Linked DNA regions of Zea mays: region 2 is linked to region 1. The links are chromatin contacts, called in public Hi-C maps. All regions are on one chromosome and are shown on one strand. Each heading gives the region's core, a stretch centred on a gene start, on an enhancer-like site or on the middle of the called end of the contact. The rest is flanking DNA. Distances are from core to core; before and after follow the strand shown. Region 1 holds the start of LOC103632842 (G-type lectin S-receptor-like serine/threonine-protein kinase At5g35370). Region 2 has its middle 80 kb from the start of LOC103632842.

Region 1 (2,700 bases), core at 20-2,519:
ACTGCGCCGGAGTGGCAAAGGATCATCTCATAGTGAGCACTTGGTTCTTGCGAGGACTAAGGGGGAGCGATACCCTTGCGCGGGTGCTCCAACAAGGACTAGTGGAGAGTGCCGACTCTTCGATACCTCGGGAAAAATTGGAGGAGTCTTCTAAACCTTGCTTTACATTCTGCACTTAATTCAAACATTTTACTTTGTGTATTTGTTTAGCAAGTATTTGAAGTATTGTCTTAGCATTGTTGTATATCTAGTATTATTCTCTTAGAGCTAGTTGTTGGGGTGAAGTTGGGCTCTTGCTTAGCTTTTAATTAGTGTTGATTTTTAGAAAAGCTCAATTCACCCCCCCCCCTCTTGGGCATCGTCATCCTTTCAATTGTTATACCTGAAACAGGAAACAGGTTGACCTTCGTTCAAAAAAAGACCTCAACAGCATGCCTTCACTGTCATTTTATCCTGTATGCGCCCCTGGCGCCTGCACCCTGATTTTAGATTGAACAAACATGAATGATAGGAACCAGACTAATACCCCAATAATGAGCACGACAACGCCTAGTTCTGTAGTTGGACTCTAAACATGTGCATAAAACTGATGAGCAAACCAATTGAATCTAGTATGCTCATAGTTCATCTATCCTCTCCACCTCAACACAAATATGGTGTGACATCTTGTACAACCTGCTTGTATCTTCCTATTTTATACTTGATTGGTCTAAACTTTGTACCTCTACCTAGGGACGATAATAAACTCTAAATTTTACATTATATATAATATTTAAGAATTGAATCAGATTAATAATAGAGTCTTCTATTTATTTTTTAATTAAAATTATTTAAGAGTTATAACTTATTACGAAAAGACATTTGGATCGTGATGTATTACCACCCGTACCCTGCGGCCCTACCCTACCCCTGAATTATGAGCGCTTTACATCCAGGTCCAGCATGGACTATATTGGCGTATTGATTCTGCTGAGCTAGACATTAGCAAGGCCGTTGACTTCCACCGCGCTGACGTTTCTAACCAGCTTTGATGATGAGTAGAAGTCAATGCACAACAGTAGCGACCTTTGGCTACAGCAGTACAGCCACACAGCCAACTCCGTTTGACAAATTCCAGTCAGGTCGCACCTGTGCTCCAACCGAACAACCCAAGCTGGTCACCGTGTCGCCGAGCAGCTCGACCTTCTCCGTTGTTTAACCAATCCATCTCAATCGAGAAGAAAAGCCAACGCAAAAATCCAGCAATTGCCGCGCCGCTAGATTCCAAACCGCGGCAACCAAGCAGTCTGAACCCAAGGGCTCTTCGGCCGCTGGGCCAGATGCTGCCGGTTTTGTTCGCGCCAACCAGAGCTCGCGCAGCACATAGCTCATAGCCGAGGTCAACATTCCCCGATCGCCTACGCCACACGCCGTGCCGTGCACTCCTACGCTTCATGGGCGCATCCGCGCGTGCCCCCTCGCCGTCGCCACACAAATGTCTCCGCTCCCACGCGCTCTGCCGCGCTCGCTCGCGTTCCTAGGCTGGGTTCTGCTGATCCTCTTGCCCGCCCGCGCCGCGGACGCCGGGCCGCTGGCGACCGAGCTCCTGCGACCTCCCTTCACCGCCTCTAACATCCTGTACGTCGACACAGGCGGCGCGTTCCTAGAGTCCACGAGCGGCGCGTTCAGGGCCGCCGTGTTCAACCCCGGGAAGCAGCAGGACAGGTTCTACCTCGCCGTCCTGCACGTCCCGTCCGCCACGCTTGTCTGGTCGGGCAACCGCGACGCGCCGACGACGTCGTCGGGACCGGTGAATCTCACTTCGCAGGGGATCACGGTGTCGAAGCCCGACGGAACATTGCTGTGGTCGACGCCGTCGCAGCTGCGCTCGCCCGTCGTGGCGCTGCGGCTGCAGGACAGCGGGAACCTGCAGCTGCTGGGCGCCGGGAACGCGACCCTGTGGCAGTCGTTCGATACCGCCACGGACACGTTGCTCCCGGGCCAGCTGCTGCGCGCCGGCGCGTACCTGTCGGCGGCGACGAGCGCCACCGATCTCGCGGAGGGGAACTACCGGCTCGGCGTGACGGCCGCGGATTTGGTGTTGACGTGGCAGGCGTCCACGTACTGGCGGCTGTCGAACGATGCCCGCTCCTACAAGGATCGGAACGCCGCCGTGGCGTCCGTGTCGGTGAACGCGTCGGGCTTGTTCGCGGTTGCTGCCGATGGAGGCCTCGTGTTCCGCGTGAACATCGGGGCGGCGGCGTTCCCCGTGCTAAGTCTCGGATACGACGGCCGGCTGCGCATCACGAGCTATGCGCTGGTGAACTCCTCGGCGTCGCTTGGAAGCGACTTCGTGGCGCCGGCCAACGATTGCGACCTCCCGCTTCAGTGCCCTTCCCTCGGGCTCTGCTCCCCGGCGGCGGGCAACAGCTCGACCTGCACCTGCCCGCCACTCTTCGCCGCCTCAGTGACGACGCCCGGCGCGTGCACGCCGGGGGACGGTTCAGCGCTCGCGTCGCCGGCCTTGTGCCAGAGCAACAACAGCACCGTGTCCCCGTCTTACCTCGCCCTCAAGTCGCAGGTGGCCTACTTCGCCACCAAGTTTGATCCGCCGATCAAGGCGGGCGTCAACCACAACGCGTGCCGCGGCCTCTGCTCCACGAGCTGCGGCTGCCTCGCCTACTTCTACGACAACCTCTCCCAAAGTTGCTACCTGATCCA
Region 2 (2,734 bases), core at 198-2,697, 80 kb before region 1:
GCTGATGTATTTGAACGTTGAATCTACGCAGGACTTCGCCAACAAACCGGTGCGCAGGCAAGCGGAGACCGGCGGCGAAGAACGCCTCGAAAACGACCAACTCACCCTCCGGCTCGGGGACCTCCTCCGTCCCCGGAGCACGAGCAACTCCGCCGCCAAAGTAGCCCAACCGCTGCATATCTTCAACGCGGGCTGACGTCATCCGCGACACACCAAAATCAACAGAGTCGCCAGCGCGCAACTCCTCCACCATCGAGCTACTCAACGTCTCCTCAGACGAGGCGGCGGCCGGCGGCGTAGTGGCAGCGGAAGAAGAAGAGGACGGCATTGCTACGTACCGTCGGCGGCGGCGGGCGGTCTGCTTCACTCGCGCCAGAACTCCGGCGAGCAAGAGAGCAGCAGAAGAAGAGGAGCAGCAAGACGGCGGGCGGCTAGGGTTTTCACGGAGCGCGGAAGGCAAAGTTCAAACAGCGCCAACCCCCGCCCCCTTTTATAGGCAGGGCGCGGCTCTTCGGGAAACCCGCAATCCGACAGGGCGCGACGCTTCGAGCGAGGGCAGCGTCTCCGCCATCTAACGACGTCTTCGGCACCAGGTGACTTTGTCGAACTGGTCCCTCGGAGGGCAAATGTTGGGGCGAAGGCAAAGACGCCACCCTTCGCTCGAGGCCTTCGCTGAGGTCGCTGGTCTGACAGAGACAAAACGGGCGGGGACACCCTTCGCTCCATTCGGCACCAGACGAAGGCCTGCGGCGGAACCAACCCGCTGCGCGGCCTCGTTCGGCTCTGAGGCCCACGTGTGATCTGGCCCATTGTAAACGGGCCCTGCGTGGCCGCCTTTGTGTTACGGGCCCGATCTGTAAAGACATGCTTGTAATTACAGCCTGTAACCCTGCTTTATGGGAATATTCTGGGGATAAACTAGGTGTCTGAGGGCACATGCGTCCTTAACACAAGGCGCTGGGCACTCAGATACCTATAAATACCCCCGCACAGTGCCCGTGAGAGGCTAGATTAACAGAGCTATTGCCCCCGAGCACGTAACCCTGTTGTCGCCACTGTTCACCCCTGTTGGCCTCCTTGCTGCTGAGAGCAAGTTCCAACAATATTGATATTTCAGTTATCCACTGGATACTCGTGGGTAAAGTATTTTACCCATACTCGACTCGATATATTTCGGGTATCCGACCCGATAGGACCCACGGGTAAGTTTTTGTAACCGTATCCATATCCGGTGGGTATGAAACCCGCGGGTATCCATACCCACGGGTCCAACTGCCATCCCTAAATCCCTAAACAGAGAACATGCTCAACGCGGCAGCCCAGTGATTGCAGTATTAACAGGGGCGTCTCTCTCCCTGATGGCTGATGCTTTGGCATGTGAGGGAGGGTCTGAGGGACTGCTATCAGCAGTAGACTACGGGTACTATCTTTCGGCAAATCCCATTCCCATCCGACCGCTTTGCCTCGCTCAAAAGCGTGGCCTGATTCATTAGGGTTTGACCGCGACGGGGCTGTGCCTGTGAGAGACGGAATGGTGGGCGCGTCAGTCCGGTCCCTCTCTCGTGCATTGCTACCCGCCTTTCCTACACTTGGTTGGCAATGGCAGCCGTAGCGCCATGCCTTTCGAGTCTTTTGGGGCAATCTTTCTTTCTTTGTCCTTGCTCCTTGCCGCCATTTGTGCTGGTGTCTGTGGGTGTGAGATTGAGGTGTGGTCGTGAGGGGGAGAGAACGGGAGCCCAGCCGGCGCTCCTTCGTTCAAAGCCGAAAGCTACTCCAGAAGGTTGCTATAAAAACGAAAAGTCAACCGCGGCCCAGGAAAACTGAAAAGCGAAACCTCCATCTATTTAGGCTGTGCGTTTTTGTCTCTATATATTATAGCTGCACTAATCCAAACAGTCGACTTTAATCCGAAGCGAACATCCAAAATTTGTTTCTTTCTAAAGCAGTACCAATGGTCAATGGATGATGCAAGTATGTATGCCTGTTTTTCCTTTCTAAAGCGCCAACCTCCCACCCTTCGCCCTTCTATAATCACCAAAACGAAAAGTCAATCGCAGCACAGGGAAAACTGGAAAGCGAAACCTCCGTCCATCACTGGTATCGGATATTCGGAATTTCAGATGCAACTTCGATGCAAGCAGTACCAATGGATGATGCAAGTATGTATGCCTACCTTTTCTTTCTAAGCGCCAACCGCACGCGTCCACACTCTTGGGCGGATTCTGGCCGCAGAAACTGGAATCCCATCCAAACGCGCAGCTTCTGACATAGATTGTAGCCTTGTAGGCGAAGCGCTTCGGCTAGAAGCTGAGCACCAACGGTCAGCCGACATTTAGAAGAAGCGGGTTGAAGGCCGTGGTGGCCAAAAAGTTAGTCGAATCTACATCTAAAAAAGAATGTATTGTTAGTTTACAAATAAAGTATACGGTCGACCAACATTCACTACATTAAAGTTTTATCACAATACAACTGTTGCGTTGTTTAGGGTTTAGGGTATTCGGAATTTCGGATGCAACTTCGGATGATACAAGTCTATATATATATGGTTCGGAAGGGATCGAGGGTACACCTAATTTTTCTACACCTAATTTTAGGGTATTCGGAATTTCGAATCTACACCTAATTTTTCTTCCTAAAGCGCCGACCGCACGCGTCTAAGCCCTTCGCCCTTCTCTAGTCACATATGAGGACAAGAATTTTCCCTTTTATTGGGCTTTTTAATTTATTTTGTCTT

Evidence for each region. Hi-C and Micro-C count contacts between places; a contact is called where the count stands out from the background.
Region 2: a Hi-C map of ear shows a contact between it and region 1, with 3 times the contacts expected there. The contact joins the enhancer-like site here to the promoter of LOC103632842 in region 1. A contact is called at or near these places in 2 of 25 Hi-C or Micro-C datasets (ear and leaf).

The regions. Positions count from the first base shown.
Region 1 is chr7:130,564,296-130,566,995 of Zm-B73-REFERENCE-NAM-5.0, reverse strand. It overlaps LOC103632842 (G-type lectin S-receptor-like serine/threonine-protein kinase At5g35370), which reads left to right and starts at 1,269. Exons shown (of 1, transcript XM_008654566.4): 1 at 1,269-2,700. The coding sequence starts at 1,475.
Region 2 is chr7:130,644,119-130,646,852 of Zm-B73-REFERENCE-NAM-5.0, reverse strand. No RefSeq gene overlaps it. Among protein-coding and RNA genes, the nearest start is that of LOC103632842, 80 kb to the right of the region's middle. Within about 2 kb of position 1,447, at least 16 of the 20 cell types and tissues checked have an H3K27ac peak or open chromatin away from gene starts, as enhancers often do. A contact at or near this core is called in ear and leaf, where this site is marked.